Linked DNA regions of Mus musculus: region 1 is linked to region 2. Evidence: chromatin contacts called from public HiChIP or PLAC-seq data. All regions are on one chromosome and are shown on one strand. Each heading gives the region's core, a stretch centred on a gene start, on an enhancer-like site or on the middle of the called end of the contact. The rest is flanking DNA. Distances are from core to core; before and after follow the strand shown.

The links. HiChIP or PLAC-seq counts read pairs in DNA pulled down with a chosen protein or histone mark.
Region 1: an H3K27ac HiChIP or PLAC-seq map of CD8 T cells shows a contact between it and region 2, with 11 times the contacts expected there. The contact joins the promoter of Pdcd4 here to the enhancer-like site in region 2. A contact is called at or near these places in 5 of 39 promoter capture datasets (HPC-7-derived erythroid cells, cranial neural crest, hippocampal neurons and 2 more), 1 of 15 datasets of contacts at CTCF or cohesin (CD8 T cells), 22 of 484 Hi-C or Micro-C datasets (B cells, CD4 T cells, CD8 T cells and 12 more), 10 of 115 datasets of contacts at active chromatin or transcription factors (the 230-238 cell line, CD8 T cells, bone marrow-derived macrophages and 5 more) and 3 of 9 other capture datasets (adipose tissue, liver and pancreatic islet).

What each region holds. Positions count from the first base shown.
Region 1 is chr19:53,900,557-53,904,833 of GRCm38.p6, reverse strand. It overlaps Pdcd4 (programmed cell death 4), which reads right to left and starts at 1,483. Exons shown (of 12, transcript NM_001168491.1): 1 at 1,346-1,483. Gm30990 (basic salivary proline-rich protein 2-like) reads left to right here and starts at 230. Exons shown (of 8, transcript XM_030251154.1): 1 at 230-251; 2 at 762-4,277. The coding sequence starts at 230. The coding sequence ends at 1,963.
Region 2 is chr19:53,867,734-53,872,079 of GRCm38.p6, reverse strand. It overlaps Gm30990 (basic salivary proline-rich protein 2-like), which reads left to right. Exons shown (of 8, transcript XM_030251154.1): 7 at 1-83; 8 at 170-295. Among named protein-coding and RNA genes, the nearest start is that of Gm41863, 9.6 kb to the right of the region's middle. Within about 2 kb of position 1,824, at least 66 of the 459 cell types and tissues checked have an H3K27ac peak or open chromatin away from gene starts, as enhancers often do. A contact at or near this core is called in the 230-238 cell line, B cells, CD8 T cells and 4 more, where this site is marked.

The sequences.
Region 1 (4,277 bases), core at 234-2,733, 33 kb before region 2:
GCTATGTATACAGCTAAAAACGATTAAGCTGAAATTAACTGTTATCCAGTGCATTTCCTAAATGCCCGATAAATTACTTTGACATTTTGGAAGTCAAGTTTAGACCACATGTTAACTAGAAAATGACCTTAATTCTTCCCTGGGATGCAGTCACATTAATTAGCAACTTGCATTCTGCTAAGAGCACTCTACAACAATAACGCAAAAGCAACCACTACTGAGAGCAACCATGTACATTTATTTTTGCAGCCGTAACAAGTATTTTATTTTCCTCTACTCTTACCACGAGATAGATATAGATATATAGATAGATATCGCACGCATATTATGGATATAAATACGAGCACGAATATATATGCTAGGGCCTTCCCCTAAAATTTCAAACTCTTAAATCAAGAGTATTACAGCTGTGAAGCTATCAAAATGTCTTAAACGCAGCTCGTAGGCCTCACACCCACCCCTCACCCAGGCCCGGAGCCGCATTTTGAATCATTCATAGCAGGTAGTCGACTACAGAGGCTGGTTTACAGAGCCAGTTCCCAAGGAGGGGCTCGGGGAAGATAGGCGAGACCTACATCTGCAGTTCTGAGGCTGTTCAGGGAAAGCAAAAACAAAAAACCAAAACCAAAAACCAAAAAGCACGCCCTCTACGTACATTACAGTAGCGGACAGCCACGGGCAGCAGACACAGCATGCGTTCACAGAGAGGGGGCTCCCTTCTCGGCTTTGTTTTCTCTAGGTTGTATTGTACTTTTTTTAAGGGACCCTGTACAGGAGACTGCAAGGAGGAGTTGGCACAGGGCCGGGAGGGCAGCTGTCCCCGCCCCGTGCCCGCACCGACCGACGCCTGTCCCGCAGGACCCCAACCCTCCGGCAGCGGGCAGGGCCGGCCGAGGCGGACCAGGCCTCGGTTCGGGGCACCGACCCCTCACCGGATCTCCGTCCGGACGACACCCCTCTCCTACCGTCCCGTCCCCCGCGTCCAACTGCGTCGGACCGGGCGCCCGGAGGCTCCTCTCACCGCGAGCGCACGCAGCCACGCACGCCCGGCCGCCGGGGATGGGGCTGCGGAGGAGGGGGCGGGCCCGTGCTGCAGCTCCCCGGCCCGACCGACCCGGCCTCGGAGAGCGAGCACCGGCAGCTCCCCGCAGCCCCGGGCGTTGGGCGAGCGCCGGTGGCCGGAGGGCTCCAGGGCCAGCGTGGACAGGGACCGAGCGTCCCGACCCCCGCGGCGAGGCCTCCACGCCCCCTCCCCCTCCCAACGTGCGGCAGCCTCCGCCGACCCGGGCCTAAGGGACGAGGACGCCGCCCGCCCGAGCGTGCGAGCCGCGCCCACAGTACTGACCCCCTCGGGCCGCCGCCGCTCGCCCGGGTCTCCGGTCCGCCGGGCCCCGACCCCGTTCCTCAGCCTCCGCCGCCGCTGCCTCGGAGCGCCTCTGGCCCCGCTCGCTCTGTTTGTTTTTGTTTTGTTCTACCCAGTAACACGGGGGCGACGGCGTGGCGTCTATTGGCCGAGAGGAGGACGTCCCGCAGCCAATCGTGGCGGCCGAGCTGCAGCCGAGGCGGCGAGGCAGAGCTAGGGGAAGTGAGACGTGGAAATAGGGGCGGGGCTCAGGGGGGCGGGGCGCCGTCGGCGCATGCGCGCTGGGCTTGGGACCCGCTCGGCCACCAGCCAGAGTGGGGGTTAAGTGCAGAGGGCCGGGTTGTGAAAGCGGGCGGAGGGCTGTGCCGGGCTGGGGGCTGGGGGCTGGGGCGCGGCTCGTGGACCAGACCGGCCAGTCCTCTCTACAGGGCGTCTCAGCCCAATTCTAGGGCGGTTGTGGATTTCCTGAGGTCCCCACTATTTCTGGGCGTCTGGGAGAATCTGCAACCACTACTTAACTTCTGCCCGCTGGTCCTTGCTCTCGCGTGGCTCCTGCCGTGTGTCCACGTGCTCAGGAAGTTTCTCGCAGGAAAAGCCTAACCCCTTTGAGATAAAAATCGCTCCCTTTTCCCAGATAAAGAGATACAAAAACTGAAGTCCCTTTGCTAACCAGCCAGGCCACTATGGTGCTTGCATTCTTTCCAAAGCTGGGTTTCTCAACCATGGCTATGGTTTGTGTATTGAATCAGCCCTCTCTAGCTGTCTTCTGTGACGTTTCCTTCTGGCTGCCATCTCTAGCCTTCATTTTGTCTCGGATGTTATCGCCTGAGATAATGTGCAGCACCGTATGTTCTTCCTGTGCACCTGGAAAGTGACTGACCTGCTTTCTCTGGCCATGTTTACCTTTAGTCTGAATGGCAATACCAGAATGTTTCCCTTGGTCTTTTCAGAACTGAACTGCTCGATAGCAACCACCATCCCCTAACGTGGGCCTTTCTACCCCGGCTCTTACTGCCTGGTGTTATCTAATGTTCTTCACACACACACACACACACACACACACACACACACACACACCTTCACAAGCTCCCCACTGCCTCCCTGGAGTGCCTGCTTCTCAGCAGACACCCTAGAGCCCACAGTGCGACTTATAGGCTTCAAGGCTATGTCTGCACACCCTAACCCCTGGATACCCGTCCTCCTGAACCCACTTGGACAGCTCACTGCTCCGCATCCTCCCTTGTGTCTTGCCAGGTCTTTTATCATATCATCTCGAAATGTCTCTCCTAGATGGCCTCTCTGCCTGGTACATCTTATCCAAGTCTCTCAGCCTCCCTCAGTCTTTATCAAGTCTCATGCCAGTATGATCCATTTTCTGAAACCTGATTCCGCGGAGCACCAGCCAGTCTGCAGGGACTGAGGACATTCTGCCCGGCATTGTTTCATCTGAGTCCCAGTCCTGGCTTGTCCCACAAGCCCCGTGTCTCACTCACCCTTAGTATGGTGAGCTTGAGAGGTGCTTTGTAGATATATTATACCCATGTAATAAGTACGCCTTGTGCGAGCTCACAGAGAATCCCAAAAGTCAGTAGTCATCACCGGCTCTTGCTCGGGACTTCCTCACATGGCCAGCATCTAAAGCGTCACTTGGCACATGCTACTACATCCAGGCTTTATAAGGCAACTATCCCAAAATCAGGAGATAAGAATAAACAACTCCCATTTTTAAAAGGGAATCTTGGACCTTTAAAAGAGTCTGTTTAGGAAATCTGCCCCCTGGGAAAATATTGTCTAATTGCTCCCTGGGGGGGAAAAAGGCCTAGTAGAGAATAAAACATTCAAATCCCTTCTGCTAACCATCTCCACCCTCACCCTGATACCTGAAATTCCCAAACACACCTTAGTATGTGGTTGACCAGTTTGGACAAAATAGGAATGATGTTCTTGTCCCAGCTGCTTAGTCTCTCTCTATAACAACCCCACTCTCTCCTCAAGACTTGTTTCTTTACCAGTAAAATTCAGAAGTACATGAATTTTTGTAGTACTTTAATAGGCATCCTGAAAAAAAAATGTAGGGGAGAAACTGTTTCATGGCCACGTCTTGGAAAGAACACCTTTCAACCAAGTTACATTTTCCTTTACTCCTAACTCTTTGGCAACTTTGGTGGCCAGCCTATGAAACTCAATGTCTCTCTATTTATTTAAACACAGAACTCTTTTTCTTCAAGATATCCTGGAATGTGTTGCAAGAAACCACTTTGGGACTATAGATGATGACAGACACTATCACCGACATTCCTTCCAGCCACACTGGATCCAGGAAACCTGTGCTGTTACAGCTAAATGTTCTAAAAGGATAAACATGAAAGAAATGCACTAGAAATAGGAAAGTAACCAGGTACCAAGAACTCTTGCAGAGCAAATCAATCTGCAGCTATTTATTGGCTGCCCAGTCTGTGAAAAGCACCTAACTAATCCAGCTGTGCTCTTGGCAAACTATAAAAGAAGTCATAATCTACTTCAAGGGTTCTCTGGGATTCGTTCAAGTCCTAACACCTTGAGAGGCTCTGCCAAGAACTTAGATAGCACCACAGGAGTCCTGGGAATGATGAACAAGAGACAACCAAATTTTCCTCTAGTGTCAAGGAAGGACTCACTCAATGGGGTATGGGCAAAATAAGAGTCGATCTCAATCGAGGATCTGTCTGTGGTTGCAAAGCTTTGATAATGAAGTTTCCCTCCATCCCACAGGCAAGAGTGACGCCAGATGCCAGGCACGGTCACACCTGTGATTCCAGCAGTTAGCAGAGAGAGGCAAGAGGACTTCCATGTGTCCCAAGGCCAGCCTGGACAACCGCATGAAGCCATCCACTAATCAGAAAAAGGACAGAGAGATGGTTGGTGTTACGTTTGG
Region 2 (4,346 bases), core at 575-3,074:
GACATTGGTCCCAGAAGTTCGGCCAATCAACAGGAGACATTTCAAGAATTTGAGAACAGAACAAGGAAGTTCTCTGACTCTAGGTAAAGGGGTGATTCTCAGGTGGATGGGAGGTGTGAGTCTCTGGACACAGGGATGTCAGGTTGACAATAAGACTTCCTTAACACAGAGGAAAATGCATCCTAACAACATCTCCAGAGAGTGTCCAAGGAATACAACAACCTCCCCCTCACGGAGATTCCAACAAGAGAGAGCGGCTAGACCACACTTCCTCCTTTGAAGCTCACAGTCACAGGTCAGTCACCTGTTGCAGATCACACCCTTGTAGCCTCTAACCTTCTTCGGTTATCATGTAACAGTTCTCAGTTGGTTTAATCTGGTCTCATCTGACTTTTATTGTGCCTCTTGTCAACTTGTAGGAAAGGGGTTAGCAGGCAAACAGTTTCACCGCAGAAGAGGAGGCAAACGGCTCAAGTGCCGGCTGCTGCTCTGAGGCCAGGGAAACCACCTTTTGGTTTGAAGTCCCTAAAGCTAAGAGAGCAGAAAGCAAGTGCTTTTCTTTCCAGCCTAGCCTGCTTGGAGCAGGAGGAAGCTGAATAGCCCCAGGGACTCCCTTCATCTAGTCCCCCTTGTCCCCACAAGACACAGGCCCCAGGTAAGATCTTCAGAGTGGAGAACAGAAAGAAATTGGTTTTCCCCTCCCTCCTCCTTCCTTTTCTTCTTCTTTCTCCTCTGTGTGGGGTCTTTCCTTGATCTTTCTAGGAAGGGGGGGTATGGAGCCATTGCTGTCTAGAGTTCAGTAATGAGAAGACTTGCACAACAGCTGAGCTGAGCAGTGCCGTGCTTGGTTCACCCAGAGCCCCTGGCCTCTGGGAACAAAAGTTAGGTTTGAGGTGGGCAGAGGAGAAAGAGGCCAAGAGCACGCATGGTTTGAAGCCCAGTGTGATAGCATATGCCTATAGTGTCAGTACTCACTCACCAGACTCGGGCAGAAGGATCCTAAGTTCAAAACCAGCCTGGAATACGTAGTAAAAACTTACCTTGAAAGGAAAGGAAGGTAGGTGCACTGATAAGGGAGGGAGGGAGGAAGGAAGGAAGGAAGGAAAAGGGGAAAAAAGACATGAAATAAATGTTTGCTTAGGGTTTAGCTCCCCTGCCCACAGCTTGTCCAGCCCTTTTCAAATGACTTTGTCTCTCAGGGCCTCATTTTCCCTATTGAGGAAAATATCAGTACCCATGTTCCAGCACTGTGACAAAGCCAAGTGGACTTGGTCTCTGCAGAGTACACACAGGTGGCCTGCAGAGGGCCTCAAGAATCAGCAGGGCTAATGCTGGGTCCATTGGTTCCTGCAAAGCAAGAAAGAATGGACTCAGGAGCCTCAGGGCTCCTGCTGACACGACATGGCCTTGGCCATGCTCAAGTCCCCCTTCCTGCAGTCTCCCCAGAGGGACCATCTCCAGGGGCTACGGAGTGGACACTCACACCCACTAACAGAAAGAAAACCCAGAGAAGAAAGAGTTCAGAGGGGATGGGAAGGGATAATGGGAACTAGCTATAATAATCAAAATACATAATATGCATGTTTAAAATTTTAAGTTTATAAAGAGTCTGAAGACAATGCCCAGTAACTCTGAGTCCCATTAGACAAATCCTGCCTCCAGAATTACTCTCCTGACCTCCACCACACCAGCTCACACCAGCTCCATCTACCAGAGCCAGGCTTGTCCCTGTCTCACTTTCTAGACCACAGCCCTCTGTACTCCTCTGAATGGTCTCCATTCAGTCTCTCCTGCATGTGTACCTAGTATAATAAAAGTCCCTTCTATTCTAGGAACTGGTGGGGAAGTCCCTAGTTGTCATAGAAGGTAGCTTCCACCATCTGAATTCCCTGGAGGCTTGCTAATATACAAATGCCCAGGCTTCACCTTGGCTGATTGAATCTGTCATTCTGGCAAGCTATTCAGATTTAGACCAAGGATCTGTCTTCACTGAGTTGCTGACTGTCAATGTCCAGAAAGAGGCAGCCTTGAAAAATTCCCTGGATAATTTAATAGCACCCTGTGTGGCCCAGTAGTACTATTCATACTGAACTCTAAGAAACTGAGTCGCTGAAGGCAAGTCACTTCCTCTTTCTGTACCTGCCCCTGTCTTTTCTATCTCCCCTGCAAAACGAAAGAGCACACTGGGCACAGGAACATGAGGTTGGAGAAGACTGAGGTAGGGACTGAGCTCAGGAACTCCAAGCCAGGCTGGGAAACACAGCAAGAACCTGACTCAAAAGTCCAGTCGATAAACAAAGTAGGAAGGAAGGATCAAGACTTGGGGGTTTTTTGAGGCCATCCTACTCTTAAATGCTTGGGGCTCTGAGAGCATCATGGTAGAAAAAGAAATTGAGAGCTCTTAGAGGTATGCCTAGACATTCCACCACGGCCCATGTAGACAGCTGACAGTCAGCTGTTGATGCTCTAAGGGCACAGAGCAGAGACCAACAACATCAGCATTGTGAGTCTCCTCCTCCCACCTCTGGTGTTGAGGACCAAACCCAGGGCCCTGCACTTGTTAGGCAAGCACTCTGCCACTGACCTAAATCCCCAATTCCCTGACTAATGCACTGTAAAGAGCAACCCCAGTCTGTACATCATGGAAGCCAGTCAGGAAAGGTATGGGTACAATGTGGGATCTGAATGTAAGGGGATTGGCCTGGAACCAGTCTTTAGGGACATCAGAGAGCAGGTGAGACTGCATAAGCATGGGGAAGTTCAGGGTAGGTCTATATCAGAGTGTCTACACTGCATAGCCCTGGGACCTGGGCAAATGGGCTATGTTCTCCAGAGGTGTGCACAGCCAGCAATACTTCGGGATTGAACACCTGACACTGGAGTACCTCAGGCATCCTGAGCCCTGACCAAAGGCAGAAATGCATAGAAGGAATTCTGGTCCACTCTTGACTTTGGTAAGTTAGAACACAGACAGTAGCTACAAGGAAGGATGTTTTCCAGCCCTGTTGGGGATTAGAGGCCTGGGCCCCACCCCTGGCTGGCCATAATGAGACTGGGGTGGGGATGGGGGTGGGGCCATAACAGCCCCAACAGGAACATTTGTTAGATCTGTAATCTGCTACAGTAATTGCAGGTGGCCCCACTCTGCCCTCTGCATCCAGGCTGCCCATCCCATCCTGACTGACTTAAAGAGTACTGCTAACAAAAAAGAAGGGCATAGAGAAGGTTCTAGGCCATTGGAAGCTCTAGCCAAGAGGCCCAGGAGATTCGCATAGCTTCACTTGAACAAGCTGGTGAACAGTGGAAGGTTGTGACATAAAGCAAAGATTGGTTGCCTGCAGCACACCAGATGTTCTTCCCAGCAAACTCCCCCTACCCTGGAGGTCATCCATAGCATCACTTCCTTCTGAGCTCAAGGAAATGGACCCAGCCAAGGAGCTGACAGAGGTGACTACAGCAAAGGTAGGCCTCTGCTAGGGACAGTGTCCACAGTCGCACTGACCACCAGATCTTTGTTGTCCACCATCAAAGATGGCCTGACCCTGCTTCAAGACAGATGGTTCAGCCACTAGAAGATTGGGGAACACTGGGTGATAACACTATAGGTTTGTGAAAAGCTCCAGGCTTCCAGAAGGATCATCGTAGACCCGTTAGGCCACGGAAAGCCTGATTCTTTCTGGCTTCCTAGCCAGAGACCTAAGTGGAGGCTGGTTTGTAGTCTCTGCTCAAACCGTTGGAAGATCTGAAGGCGTTGGAGATGGTGGTGTTGGCAGTAAAGTTGGTTGCCACGCCAACCAGAGGATGCAAGTTTGGATCTCTGTACTTACATAAGAGCCTATCACCTTAGCACTCAGGGTGGGGGTGGGGGTGGGGGATTCTTGAGCTTCACTGGCCAACAAGCTCAGCCAAATTGACAAGCTCTAGTAAGAGACCTTTCATACACACTCACACACCTCCAAGAGCTCTCAATTTCTTTTTCTACCATGATGCTCTCAGAGCCCCACACGTTTAAGAGTAGGGTAGCCTCAAAAAAAACCCCAAGTCTTGATCCTTCCTCCTACTTTGCTTATTGACTGGATTTTTAAGCTGGCAAGGTGGTTCAGTGGATAAGGATGCTTGCTGCCATGAACTGAGTGCACTCCTCGGGACTTACATGGCAGGAAGGGAATTAACTCCCACAAGTTATACTCTGACCTTCATGTACATCATGACACATGAACTGAGTGCACTCCTCGGGACGTTCATGGCAGGAAGGGAATTAACTCCCACAAGTTATACTCTGACCTTCATGTACATCATGACACATACTCGGGAAATAACTGGAAAAAAAATTAAAGAAGGTGGGG